2 separate regions of the Sus scrofa genome follow, and region 2 is linked to region 1. A link is a contact called in public HiChIP or PLAC-seq data. All regions are on one chromosome and are shown on one strand. Each heading gives the region's core, a stretch centred on a gene start, on an enhancer-like site or on the middle of the called end of the contact. The rest is flanking DNA. Distances are from core to core; before and after follow the strand shown. Region 1 has its middle 53 kb from the start of DHRS3. Region 2 holds the start of DHRS3 (short-chain dehydrogenase/reductase 3).

Region 1 (6,098 bases), core at 1,797-4,296:
AGCTCTGCCCCGCGATGGTAGGTCCCCCGCCCAGCCCACTCTCTCTGTGTCTCCAGCACCAGACCCAGTGCCCAGCAGGCAGCAGGCATTCAGTCCAAACGTGCCATGGATGGAGTGAATGCCAGGCCACTTCCAGTGCTGCGTCCCAGCTGGAAGGCTTGTCCTCCACCTCCTGGTCCAGCCCATCCCACCCAGGCTGTCGGGCCATGCATTTGCTCTGGAAGCTACCTGCGTGTCCAGGCTGGGCAGCCACCTGTGACCGGAACCACGGGACTGAGTGACTTGGTCTTGGGAGGTCCCCTGCTCTCCTGCAGACCCCGTCCTGTGACCTACCCTGCTTCTACGCACTTTGGACCCTGATGGTATGAGGCCACTTCTGTTCTTGGGGAGGCTCCAAGAAGGCTCCTGTGACTGGCTCCTGCCTCTGGGGACCCCTCGAGCCCACTTTGCCAGAGGGAGGGCCTCTCCCTCTGCTCCCTGTAGATGGGGCTGGCCCCCTGAGGGATGGTTCAGGCTGGAAACAAGCAAAGACAAGGTGGGCTGGGTAGAGGGTCCCTACACCTCCAGGGCCACCTCCAGCTAAGACGACTGCCCCTCTTCCAGAATTGTGTGTGCCCTGCCCGGGGGGAGGGTGCTGGGTGAGGGAGGGAGGAGGTGGTTGGTCTGTCTGTCCTGCTCGAGTCTCATCTTCAGACTCAATAGACGTTGGCCCCCTCCTCGCCAGGGCCCTGGACTTGTCCTGGGTGCTCTCTATCTTCACCCTCTCACCTGGGGTGGCAGTGGTGGTGGTTGGGGAGGAGGCAGGTGACAACCCCCCCGAGAGGTGACAGCCTCAGGGCGGGAGCTGCCGCCACCTGAGAGTGGGCGACGAGCAGGTTAGCGGGTGAAAAGTTCACCGCGAGGGGAGCTGTCTGTTTCCCTGGCTTAATTTATCCACTATTTGGCTAACCTTGCTCTGAACCCAGGCCCCGAGACCCCTCTCCCCTCTCCCCCGCCTCCCCACCGGGCTTCCGAGCCTCGCCACCAGACCTCCCGCCCTGCGCCCAGAGGCGGGGGCCACGCTGGCCTTGAAGAGGCCTCGGGCCTGTGGCCACCCCCGGGGGAGAGGCTGGCGGCGTAGCCAGGCAGTTATTTATGACCAGAACCTTCCCATCCTTAGTAACCAAAATAAAGTCCGGTTGCCGGCGAGGTCCAGGCTCCCCAACATGGGCCAAGAGAGCGCTCAGAAGGCGCCCCACCCCGCCCGCCTCTGCCAAACACACAACTGCTTCGGGGACAGTGACCTTTCCTTGGGGGGCCATTTGTCATCCTGGCCTGAGGCAGGAGCCGGATGCGAGCACCAGCGGGTCGCAGAGGGGAGGCCAGCCTCCTGCCCTGGCCCTGGGGTGGCCCCTGGGTTCTGGCCTTCCACTCCTGGCCTTCTGCCTACCCTGGCCTTGCTGGGGGCTAGTCACAGACCTTCCTCATCCCAGCTTCCTTCTCATAAGGGGTGAGGACGTGGGGTAGGGAAAGTCAGGGACGCTGGGGGGAGAGGACTAGACAGCCATCAGGGCAGGAACAGCCACCCCCGGCGCCCCGACCCACGCTTCCCCAGAGGGCTCTCCCCACGTCCACGTGGCAGCCCCCTACTCGCGGCTGAGAAGACGGGCTGGGAGGGCCGAGGGGTCCTCCCCGGCTCCAAGCTGGTTCACAGCAGAGCAAGGATTCCCGCTGGGGTCACTCTGACCCCAAAGCCAGTGCCTTCGACCGCCGCCGCCCTACTCTCCCTTTCTCACTTCTCATTCTTTCATTCAAATCCCTTTTTAGCAACTATAAAGGTAACACGTGCTACAGCAACTGGTGGAAACACGAAGATGAAGATGCGTAAGGAATGAAGCGTCCCACCCAGCCCTCCCCTACCCCGGGGGTCTGTCCTCTGCCGTCGCTGTCGTGTGCGCAGACGCACAGCGACTCGCGAGGCATGGGCGTCTGCGCATGCGTGGGCTGTGAGCCGACCGAGAATCCCCTCCTTGTGCGATGACAGCGACGTCACAGGTACGCTGCACGCTGTAGCTGCTGTACTGACAGTACAGAGTGGGGGCGGTGCCTGTCTGTCCACCCCCGGCAGTGCCTCAGGTCACGGGCTTCTTTCTATACCCTCCCACCCCCGTTCTGGGTCACCTTCTTCCTCAGCCTGATTGCTGAAGCTCCCCACCTCTGCCGGTGTCCCTTGCAATCGGTTTCCTCTGGATCCAGAAGGACGTTTCTAGAATGCACACCTCCTCACCGGAATGCCCTGCTTTAATACTTCTCCCTTGGGAGAAGGTCCCAAATCCTTATGGGCCTCATCATGTCCCCTACGGTTTGGCCTCCTTGACTTCCAGAGCCGCTGCGGTCCCCGCACGCCAGCCTCCCTTCACTGCCTGCCCTAAACGCCCTTTAGTTGGGCTTTCCCTCCCTGCTTCTCCAGTGGGAGCCTCCCCTGGGTCTCAGCTTACACCTCAGCTCTCCGGACCATCACGCCCACCCCATCTAACACGTCAATACCCCAGCCAGGCCCCTGCCCCATGCGCTGAAATCTCCGTGAGGAGAAGCCCTGGCAGTTAAGTTCACTGCCACCCACCGGTGCCTGACCCATGGCTGCCTTTCAGAGTTATTTGTTGGAAGTTGAATGACACCAAATAAGCAGGGGGAAGCCCCCACCCATTCTAATGTTTCCTGAACCCCGCCATTCCAGGACCACTGCCCCCTGGCTTCCAGAGGGCACTATTGGTCCCAAATGGCCATTTGCTGCCACTGGACAGAGGCTCCTGTCACCACGTGGGGTCAAAAGCCTTTTATAAGTTGCCCCAGACTCCCTCTCCCGGGGTGGGGGCGAAGGTGCCCCCAAGAAGGGGCGGAGGCGGGGCGGATGGTGTCGACCCCGCGGATCTCCCCTCCCAACCTCAGGCAGCCCCGTGACGGGCTGCCAGATAGGACTGGGCAACTGCCAAGCACTGCGCCGGCCGACTGCCCACTGGGCAGCCCGCTGACTGCCAATCAAAGGCGCCAGCAGTCAGGAAGGGGCTGCCAACTGCCTGTCACCGCACCGGCCAACTGTCAGTCAGGAGAGGCCAAAGCCCCGCTTGGGAACTCAGGACTGCCCATCAGCTGCCACTGCCCAGGGGCAGGTCAGGGAGTGCCCCTATAGTCATTCTGGTGACAACTGTTCTTGCTACCCAGGGTCCTTTCATCCTTCTCCTGGCCAGGGCACCTCACTGGACTTTTAGGGAGCCAACCCTCTCCAACTCTCAGCCTAAGTGTTTCAATGGACTGGATTCCATCCCTGGCTGCAAATATAGATCACATGATTCAGGACTGGCCAATCCGAGTACAGATTTCTTCTGGCCACTGTGATTGGTTCCTGCGACCCAAATCAAGCCAACCATAACCAATCCGAACTACGTGGGAATTCCATGTGGCTCAGCATGTTAAGGATCTGGCAGTAGTCACTGCTAGGTCAGGTCAGGGTTGCTACTGTGGCACAGGTTCAGTCCTTGGCTGTGGAATTTCCACATGCTATTGGTGAAGCACCCCCCAACCCCCAATGAAGAACTAACTCTGGGTGACCAAGAAGAAACCCTCTCTCTTCTTTTCTTTTGAACCTGGAAGAGTGTGAGGCTGCAGCTGAGGAGCCAACTTATCATCATTAGAACAAGCTATATGAGAATGAAGCCAGCCCAGAGGGGTGTGGAATTGAGTGACAACAGGGCTATGAACCAGGTTCTGGAAATGCCACTTGAACCTCTGGATCCAGCCATACCTGAAACCAATTATCATTGGGCTTCCCATTTATTTTAACCAATAAATTACCCCATTTTGCCTAAGCAAGAATCATTATGGGTGGGTCCAGTAACCACTCAGGGAATGCCAGTATCTCATGCTAGTCAAAGGCACCAGCCCTTTTCTGAAGCTCAGAGACACCTTTGTCTGAATGACAAACAGTCTCCATATTTGCTTTCCCTGCTCTGGCTGCCGAGGTGGGTCATGGCATGATGACTCTAACAATCGTATGTTCCCCCTAACCTTTGCCTCCAGCAAGCGAGGCAGAGAAGTGGGGTGGGGGTAATTTCCTTCAATGGCGGCAGCAGCAGAGACCGTCTACAGCCAGCAGGGTAGCCCAGGAGACTTCCTGTGGCAGCATCTGGGGGCTGGGGACAATCTATATCCCATGGTCTCTGTCCAGGTTTTAAGCCCAGGTTTTGACCTGCCAGGTGGCACTGAGCTCCCAGCATCTGCTCCAGAAATTCTGCAGGTTGAGTCTTGTGTCTGTTGCTGGGGACTTGGACAAAAGAAGCCACTAAGCCCTTGTGCCCTCGGAAAGGGGCTGGGGACTGGGATAAACACAGAAATGCATCCCAGCTCTGGGCTTGTAGATTCCTGCCTGGTTCGCCACTATTCACACCCTAAGCAGGCACTTAGTCGCTCAGAGCACCTGGCAGAGTCCTGGGACCATTTTATGAGCACAAAAATTGGTTAAGGCGGAGCAATCCGCCCCTAAGCCCTGACTTTGTGCCCCTGGGGCTAGAGTGTGTATCTGAAGAAGGGCTGGAGTGCCAAAAAAATCCATGCCCCCTCCCTCCCAGGCCCGTGGTCAAGAGGGCAGGGCTGACTCCAGCAAGCTCTGAGAGGAAACCCCTCACCCTTTGAACAGGTCTGATTCTCACCTGAGGCTGGTCCACCTTGGCCTGCCTGCAACTGGTGTGAGTAGCTGGGCAAGAGGTGCTGGAATCTAGCAGTGACGGGGCTGTGGATCAGCCAGGAAGAGGCCTGGTTGCATGGCCAGATAGTGATGTTGGTGAATAATAGCAAGCATCATACGCCACCCTCTTTACACACCTGTCATCCCTAAGTATCCACGGGGAATCGGTCCCAGGACCCCATGGACACCAAACTCCTTGGGTGTTCAAGTCCTTCCTATAAAATATTGCCCAGACCCTACGCATATGCTCCTGTATCCTTTAAATCATCTCTAGATGACTTATAATACCTAATACAATGTAAATGCTCCATAAATACTTGTAAATATAATGTAAATACTACTCAAGTAGTTGCCAGGCATAATAGCAAATTCAAGTTGTACTTTTTGGAACTGTCTGGATTTTTTTTTTTTTTCTTTTGATCCATGGTTGCTTGACTGTGGGGAACCACAGGTTCGGAAAGCCAGTGGTTATTCCAGAAACCAGGAAGCCCAGGGGTTAAGCACGAGGGCTTTGCAGCTAGACCCTGGGCTTCCCATCCCAGCTCTGCCATTCGCGAGAGGGGTCATAAGCCTTGGGCGGACGACCGTGTCTGTCCCTGTCTCTGCTTCAGTGTTGTTAGGTCTTAAGGATTAAATGCATAGGAAGCCCTGAGGGTCTCTCGTGTACCAAGCACAGGCACTCTATTGCATTTATTATAAAATACGTAGCATATAAATTTGTTAATTTACTTGGTATTTATTTATTTGCTTTGTAGGGCTGCACCTGTGGCACATGGAAGTTCCCATGTGGGAAATGAAGGCCTTCCTGATTTATTTTTGCACTCAGTATCATAGCGCATGCTGGGGCTGTTCCCATCAAAGCCCATGATCCACCGGAGGGTGATTGTGTGTGTTTTCACATCTTTGATCTCAATTTCCAGAGGGTCTGGGGCTCTGTGTGGTCAACAGAAAACTCAGGATGAGTTCAAACACCTTTGAGACTCAAGACACAAGTGGAAATGCAGAGTGTGGCTTACGAAAGCTTCCTCAGCTTTGACACTGGCCAAAAGTTGTTGGTTTTTTTTTTTTTTTTTTTTTTTTTTTTTTTGGTCTTTTTTGTCTTTTTAGGGCTGTGTCCACAGCATAAGGAGGTTCCCAGGCTAGGGGTCTAATCGGAGCCATAGCTGCCGGCCTACACCACAGCCACAGCAACGTGGCATCTGAGCCATGTCTTCGACCTACACCACAGCTCATGGCAACGCCAGATCCTTAATCCACTGAGCAAGACCAGGGATCGAACCTGTGTCCCCATGGATGCTAGTCAGATTCATTTCCTCTGAGCCATGATGGAAACACCAGATGCTGGCCATAGTTTTTTACCAGGAAGTATTTTTTTCCC
Region 2 (6,098 bases), core at 2,049-4,548, 53 kb after region 1:
GCTCCAGAAGGACCTGGGCAGGAAGCTTTCATTCCAAATTCCCCACCCTGACTGTGAGCGGAAAGCTCATTAAAAAAGTAGCTCCAGTAATTGGTCAGATAATTACAATTTATAGGGAGCGCGACTGGTCCTCCTGATTGGTCCAAGGGATGAACCCAGGGTGAGCAGCACTGGAAGTTTCACAGGCCCCGTGGATCCTGTTTCCTGACCTGATACCAATTTCAGACATATTTCTCATTGGCCCTGAGTTTATCTGGATGAGGCTATCCCTTCCAAGTGAGATGGGACATGGTGCCCCGAGTATGGACCTGCAGGGTGTCACTGTCCACTCTTCTAACCCCTCCCCCCTCCCGCAATACCTTATTCTTCTTTCAATTTAGGCTTGTGGATAGTCAGTCAAGTTTTTCTAGATTGACTGAAAAGAGTTCTTCATATGCCTACTGCAGCCAGTGAAAGAGCAGTGAAAAGAGACCCAGGACTTGGGCCAGCTGGAAGAGTCGGAAGAAAGTTTCTGTGGGATGCAGACAGCTAAGGAATGACAATGACATGCGACTGTCCCAAACCCTACATCCCCTCTGCAGGCAAGGACATCCCCCCCCCCACCATGGGGCATCGCCTTGAGGAAACGAAACTGCCAAGAACCGCTTTTTACTTCTCCTTTTTCGGTGTGTCCAAGGGTTAAAAACAGTTCCGAACTTCCCTTCCAACTGCAAGGTCAAGCAGCTGTCCAAACCACCCAAGGAGAAGCAGGAGCCGGGGATGGCCGACCCCAGCAAGCTTAGCCTTGACAGCCCCCTACCCTTCCCCAGCGGCCGGGCCCCGGGGAAGGAAGAGTTAATCGGCAATCGGCTTTGGCCGATAGTTCAGGCTCCAAAGTTCAGTCCCAGTCAGAGCCACCCCGGAGGAATTGTAAATCTCAGGGCAGCATTTAACAAAACAAAAGCAACCTGGAATTACATGCAGGTTTGGTTTTCTACAGTACATATTTACTTAATCCCCTAGGTATGTGGCTCCGTGTCAGATCAGCTGGCTCTGCCGGCCCCCCCTCGCCCCGACCTCGCTCAAAACAGTTTAAATTTCAAACTAATTCCCTGTTTTTGCTCTTCCTCTTCACAGGGCTGGCTGGAGACAGCCCAGCCTGCTGGCCTCAAATCTCTCTCTCTAATGCTCTAGTCACTGGGTGAGTCAGCCCGACTTGGGTAGGAGTTGGGTGACAGCTGGCTCACCCTCCCCACTCACAGGCACCAGGTCTGGGAAAACCGGAGGAAGAGCTTCTGGGACTACCAAAAAGTGAAAGGCGGCGCTTGGGTGTTGTGGGCGTCGGGGGGCTCACCACGGGGTCACCCGCCCCCCCTTTAAAGGGAAGAGATCCTCTCTGAGGCTGGATTTGGGGTAGGGGGCAGAGGCAGCATTGAAATGAGAACAAGGGCTCTTTATCATCAGCTGGTCACCCCTGTCCCTTCTTTCCAGATTTCCAAACACCTGGGCCTCCGAAGTGCCTATAAGCTTAGGCTAGACCATCCAACACTGCTTCCCCCTTTTCAAACCCAAATCAAGTAGCCCCACTCTTCCAGTCTCCAGAGCTGCAGCCGCCCAGGTTGGGGCTGGGAAGCGAGCTGCCAAGGAAAATACGAAGCACCAGCTCGCAGGCGGCTCTCTGCTCTACCCAGGAGCGCACACACCCTGCATTCACCAGCGTGGCGGTAAAAGAGGGAAAGGCGAGAGGGAAAACACACCACCTTCCTTCGGGAGGGAGGAATGTGGGAAACGGGTGAGTCGGCTAAGTTTCGAAGCAGGGCTGAACAACCAGCTACAGAGCCCAAAGGAGCTGGTCAGCTCCGGACCTGCCAAAAAAGACTGGCTGGTGCCCCGGGAAATGTACAAGGTGAAACTGACTAGCTCAGCACTCGCGGGTGGCGCAGAAAAGTAGGGTGGCCGGCGACTTTCAGACCCTGCTCCCTGGTTCTGGCAGCGGTGGCAGGTGGGCGCACCCCCTACCCCCGAGGTCGCCCTCGCCTTCAGCCCCCACCCCCTGGAGTTGCGGTGCCCCGGTACCTTTCTGGCGCCGCGTTCTGCGAACTCCCTAGCGAGCTGGCGCCCGATGCCTCTCCCGCCGCCGGTGATGAGGACGTTTTCCCGCGACAGGTCCCGCAGCTTGGCGGGCAGCACCAGTCCGATGGCAGCTTTCACCACCAGATAGATCATCTGCAGAGGGAACACTACCAACGCTCCCAGCCATTTCCACACCATCCTCCGCGCCGCGGAGCCGGGCAGGGGTGGGGGGGCGAAACTCCCCGGACCGAACAAAATAGGACTTAAAAAAGAAAATACCCCCCCAACAATAATAAATAAACCAAATAAGGGGGAAGAGAGGCGTCCCACCTGGCCACTCTAGAAATCACCTCTTCCCAAATGCAAAGCAAGCATCGGGTGGGAAAAGGGGAAAAAAAAAAAAAAAAGAGAGAGAGAGAGAGAGAAAGAGATAAATCCTCGGGAGGAGAAAAAGCGTCTCAGAAGGTTGGGACAGTAAGAGAGGTGGAGGGGAAGCCGGAGGTGGAAAGTTCTAACAAGAACTTTCTTGCCCCAGCAGCCGTTTCGGCTGGGGAATTCTCAGGTAATGTTTACAGGCTGACAGAGGAGTTTAGGCAGGGAAGGAAAAAAAAAAAAAAAAAAAAAAAAAAAAGCACCAACCACACGCGCGCACCCTGCTACAGTCCCGCGGTTTCAAAGTGCAAGACTAAAAAAAAAAAAAGAGCTGTTTCCAAATTGCAGCGCCCCCCACCCCTTCTTCAGGGGAAAAAACAGTGTGTGTGCTGGGGGGCGGGGGGGGGGAAGTGCTTGTAGCTCCCAATTTCAGTCCGCAAAAGTCTCCCGTCTCATTGCTATTCTTGGGCTCAGGAAATTGCTTAAAAGCGATCTGATTGCCAGCAACGTGCAGGAGAAGTGGGGGGTCCGGGTGTCAGTTTCTTTACGTGCATGGCTCGCCCTCGCGCGCGCTCGCTCTCTCCGGCTCCCTCCCTCCCTCTCTCTTCCAGCGGAGCCTGGGAGTTGCCGCTCGATCCGGCTCCCTCTCTCTCCCTTGTAAGCATTTATTGCCTTCTTTTTGTCCTTTCCAACTTGGAGAGGGCCCGGGTGCGGAGCGCGCGTGGATCGGACTCCCTCTTCTCCGGCGCCTTATCCATTCGCTCCCGGGGCAGCCGCGGAGAGGAGCAAGAGGGCGCCCCCCCCCCATTTTTTTAAATACTCCATTAAGTCTGATTGACAGTTAAAGTTGTTCAGAGGCTTCACTACCGTTCCTGTGAGTGGCTGCCGCGGGCTCCCCTCCCCCTACGCAGTCTCGGGGCGCGCGCGCGGGCGCGCACTCGGGCTCGCTCCGACTCGCGCTCTCCCCCGGCCGGCTCCCCGTCTCTGCAGGCCAGGGCTTGCCGGCAGTGTCCCTGAGGGCTCGCCGCCGCAACTCACACGCCGGAACCGACTCCTGCGAGCCGGCTCCCTCCTTGAGACATTCCTCCCTGCCTGGGATGCGATCTCCCCGAACAGAGGCGCCCGCAGGCCAGGTGACCCCCTCTGCGTGCTGGGCAGGCCCAGAGGAGCTCGCGCTCGCCTCAAGCCATCAGGTCGCCCAGGGTTTATTTCAGATCCTTTGGCCATCCCCTGCTTCCAGGTAGGACCAGGAAGCCACTTCCGACCTTTGCCCAGAGGCCTCCTGTCTTAACTTTAGAGTGCACTTTCTAAACATGCCCCGAGTTGTTCAAGTAGCTGGGGTGGGGGGGAGCAGCTGGGGAGTAGGGTTTTGCTTTGAGGGGCAGGGGGTGGGCAGGGTAAAGGAACCTCTGCCCCCAAGGTGCCAATAAAATCCCTGAAAGATTAGCTGGGAGCGTATTTATTGCTCATCTGGGCTAGAATTACCTTGACTGACAGCAATTTCCTTAATAACAAAGGCCTGTAAACAAAATGTGCTAAACCAGTGCCCCCTGTGCTGTGCAGGCAGAAACTCCTCTCTTTGGGGCACCCACCTTGGCACCTCCTGTTTTCCCCCCAAACAAGAAGGTCTCCCCTGTTGGGGCTGGGCCCGCTGGGGTGTGTGTGTGTGTTGGGGGGACCTGACTCTATTTAGAGTTGTCTGTTGCAGGAAGTCTGGGAGGTGAGTCACTAAAAAGCAGTCCCAGCTAAAAGTGCTGATGGGACTTGCCTCCTGCTGCCCCTGATGTCCCAGGCCAGGAGGAGAGAGGGTGGGCCAGGCAGGTGCCCTGTAATCTGGGGCAGCCCTTCTCCAGCAAGAGGCTTGTTCAGACGCGGAGTGCTGGGCCTCACCGTGCCCCAGACGTTCTGATTCAGCAGTGCTGGGTGTGCTGGAATCAGTGCTCTGCCTGCACGATCTGCTGAGCATCTGGTGAGAAAGGCGTATTTGGGGGAGGGGGTGGCTGGGGTTTACCTCCTCCCTGGGCTGCAAAGACCCTTTAGTTCGCAGGCCTGGTGTGAGGGGGGGTGTTCTACAGGCCGGCTCATCCTTCCAGGTGAATTGGGAAAATCGTTATCTGGACCACTGGAAGAGCTAGAAGGGTTTGGGAGAGGGGCTGGATGAGAAACTGAGGGCTTAGATTCTGAAATTTAATCTTCCCACTGACCTGAAAGGGGTATCATTAACCCCATCTGCCAGGTAGTGTGGGAGGGAGGGATCCAAGTCCAGACCGGATTCCTCTTCCCACCCCACCCCACCCGGGACCCTCCTGCCTCCCTTCTCCTGCCTCCATGCAAGCCTCCAAAAGTAGGACCGAAAGGCAGGCCATGAGCTTTACAGACTCAGGCCACGGCTAAAGGCTAAAGGCAGGACTCTGTCAAAGTGATGGCCTCCTCCCACTTTGGAGGCCTGTAAAATGGGAAAAAAAAAAAAAAAAAATCCCAACCCTGGGGAGACAGGCTCTTCCCAGCCAGTAGTGGCTGGTGTCTGCCCCCACCTCCGCTGCCTAGAAGACCACTGGTCGAGTCTGGAGCCGGAACCCCTGCGCTCAGCCTATTCTCATATGTTATCCTCGCCGCCGCCTAGTGGTCTGGATGCGACACGGCGCCTCCAGCCTTCTGTGTTCGTACCAGCTCTCATTTTTCTTCCAGGCTTTTCTCCCCACCTAAGGTTAACACTCCGAGCCTAAAAGGGCTTGTGAAGATGATGGCTCTACCTCTCCACACACTTGCGGCTCCGTGGAGGAGGAAATAGAAGCACAGAGACGTGAAGCAACTCCTAAACCCACAGCCTGCTGCTCACTTAAGTCCCCCTGATCCCCGACCAGCCACCCGAGCCTGTTCAGAAGCCAGACCGGCTGAGTGACCCCTAGGCCCCACGTACATTTGCCCTGGGTGTGAGTTTGAGTCGGAAGGGGTTTGGGAGCCCACACTGACCTTCAGCATATCAGGCCCTCGACACATATTCTCACTTGATCTCAACAGCCTTTGAGTGTGGGTGCCACTGCCCAGAAACCACGGGTCCAATCAGCCGTCTAAGGAACTGACCCAAGGCCACACAGGGGGCTCCCCCGACCTCTCCCAAACAGCAGATTCGGGGTGAAATCACAGTACAAAGGACCATGTCAGGCAGCCCTAAGAGGTTTGGGGTTGGACTGCGGCTGGGAAGCAGACACCTGTTTTCTCTTTATTCCACCTTCATTCAGGATGTGGGTTTTTTGGCCCGGCATCCCATGCGGCTCAGGCCTCTGCCATCATCAGCTGCCCAGAGAGATGCTGTCTGTCACCACCTATGTCCTTCAAGTTCCCTGGGAAGATGAGATGGGGAGGGGGGGCGTTGGTGGGGGGGGGGTCGGAGACTGGCCCAGAGGGTCCCTGTGACCTGGCTGCCTGAGAATGACATGGGTCATGATAGACATGGTGGCCTGCCCCTCCTCCCCAACCTCCCCCTGCCTGTGTTTTGCTCTTGGTAGCCACCCACCCCCCTTAGCTGGGCGCGCGGGGTGGGGAATTTAACTCCAGGGAGAAGTTTGAAATTTCACATCCCAGCCTGGGGAGAGGGCCCCACAGTTTTCTTCCTGCTCCTGAAAATGTGAAAGGAGCCTTTGTGGACTTGATGGAGGAGGGAGGTGAGCTGT

The links. HiChIP or PLAC-seq counts read pairs in DNA pulled down with a chosen protein or histone mark.
Region 2: a contact with region 1 is called in an H3K27ac HiChIP or PLAC-seq map of skeletal muscle. The contact joins the promoter of DHRS3 here to the enhancer-like site in region 1. A contact is called at or near these places in 1 of 5 promoter capture datasets (liver), 14 of 47 Hi-C or Micro-C datasets (embryonic fibroblasts, fetal heart ventricle, heart right ventricle and 7 more) and 2 of 2 datasets of contacts at active chromatin or transcription factors (alveolar macrophages and skeletal muscle).

Annotation. Positions count from the first base shown.
Region 1 is chr6:72,542,710-72,548,807 of Sscrofa11.1, forward strand. No RefSeq gene overlaps it. Among named protein-coding and RNA genes, the nearest start is that of DHRS3, 53 kb to the right of the region's middle. Within about 2 kb of position 3,047, at least 17 of the 83 cell types and tissues checked have an H3K27ac peak or open chromatin away from gene starts, as enhancers often do. A contact at or near this core is called in liver, omental adipose tissue and skeletal muscle, where this site is marked.
Region 2 is chr6:72,595,935-72,602,032 of Sscrofa11.1, forward strand. DHRS3 (short-chain dehydrogenase/reductase 3) reads right to left here and starts at 3,299. Exons shown (of 6, transcript XM_021095382.1): 1 at 2,056-3,299. The coding sequence starts at 2,250.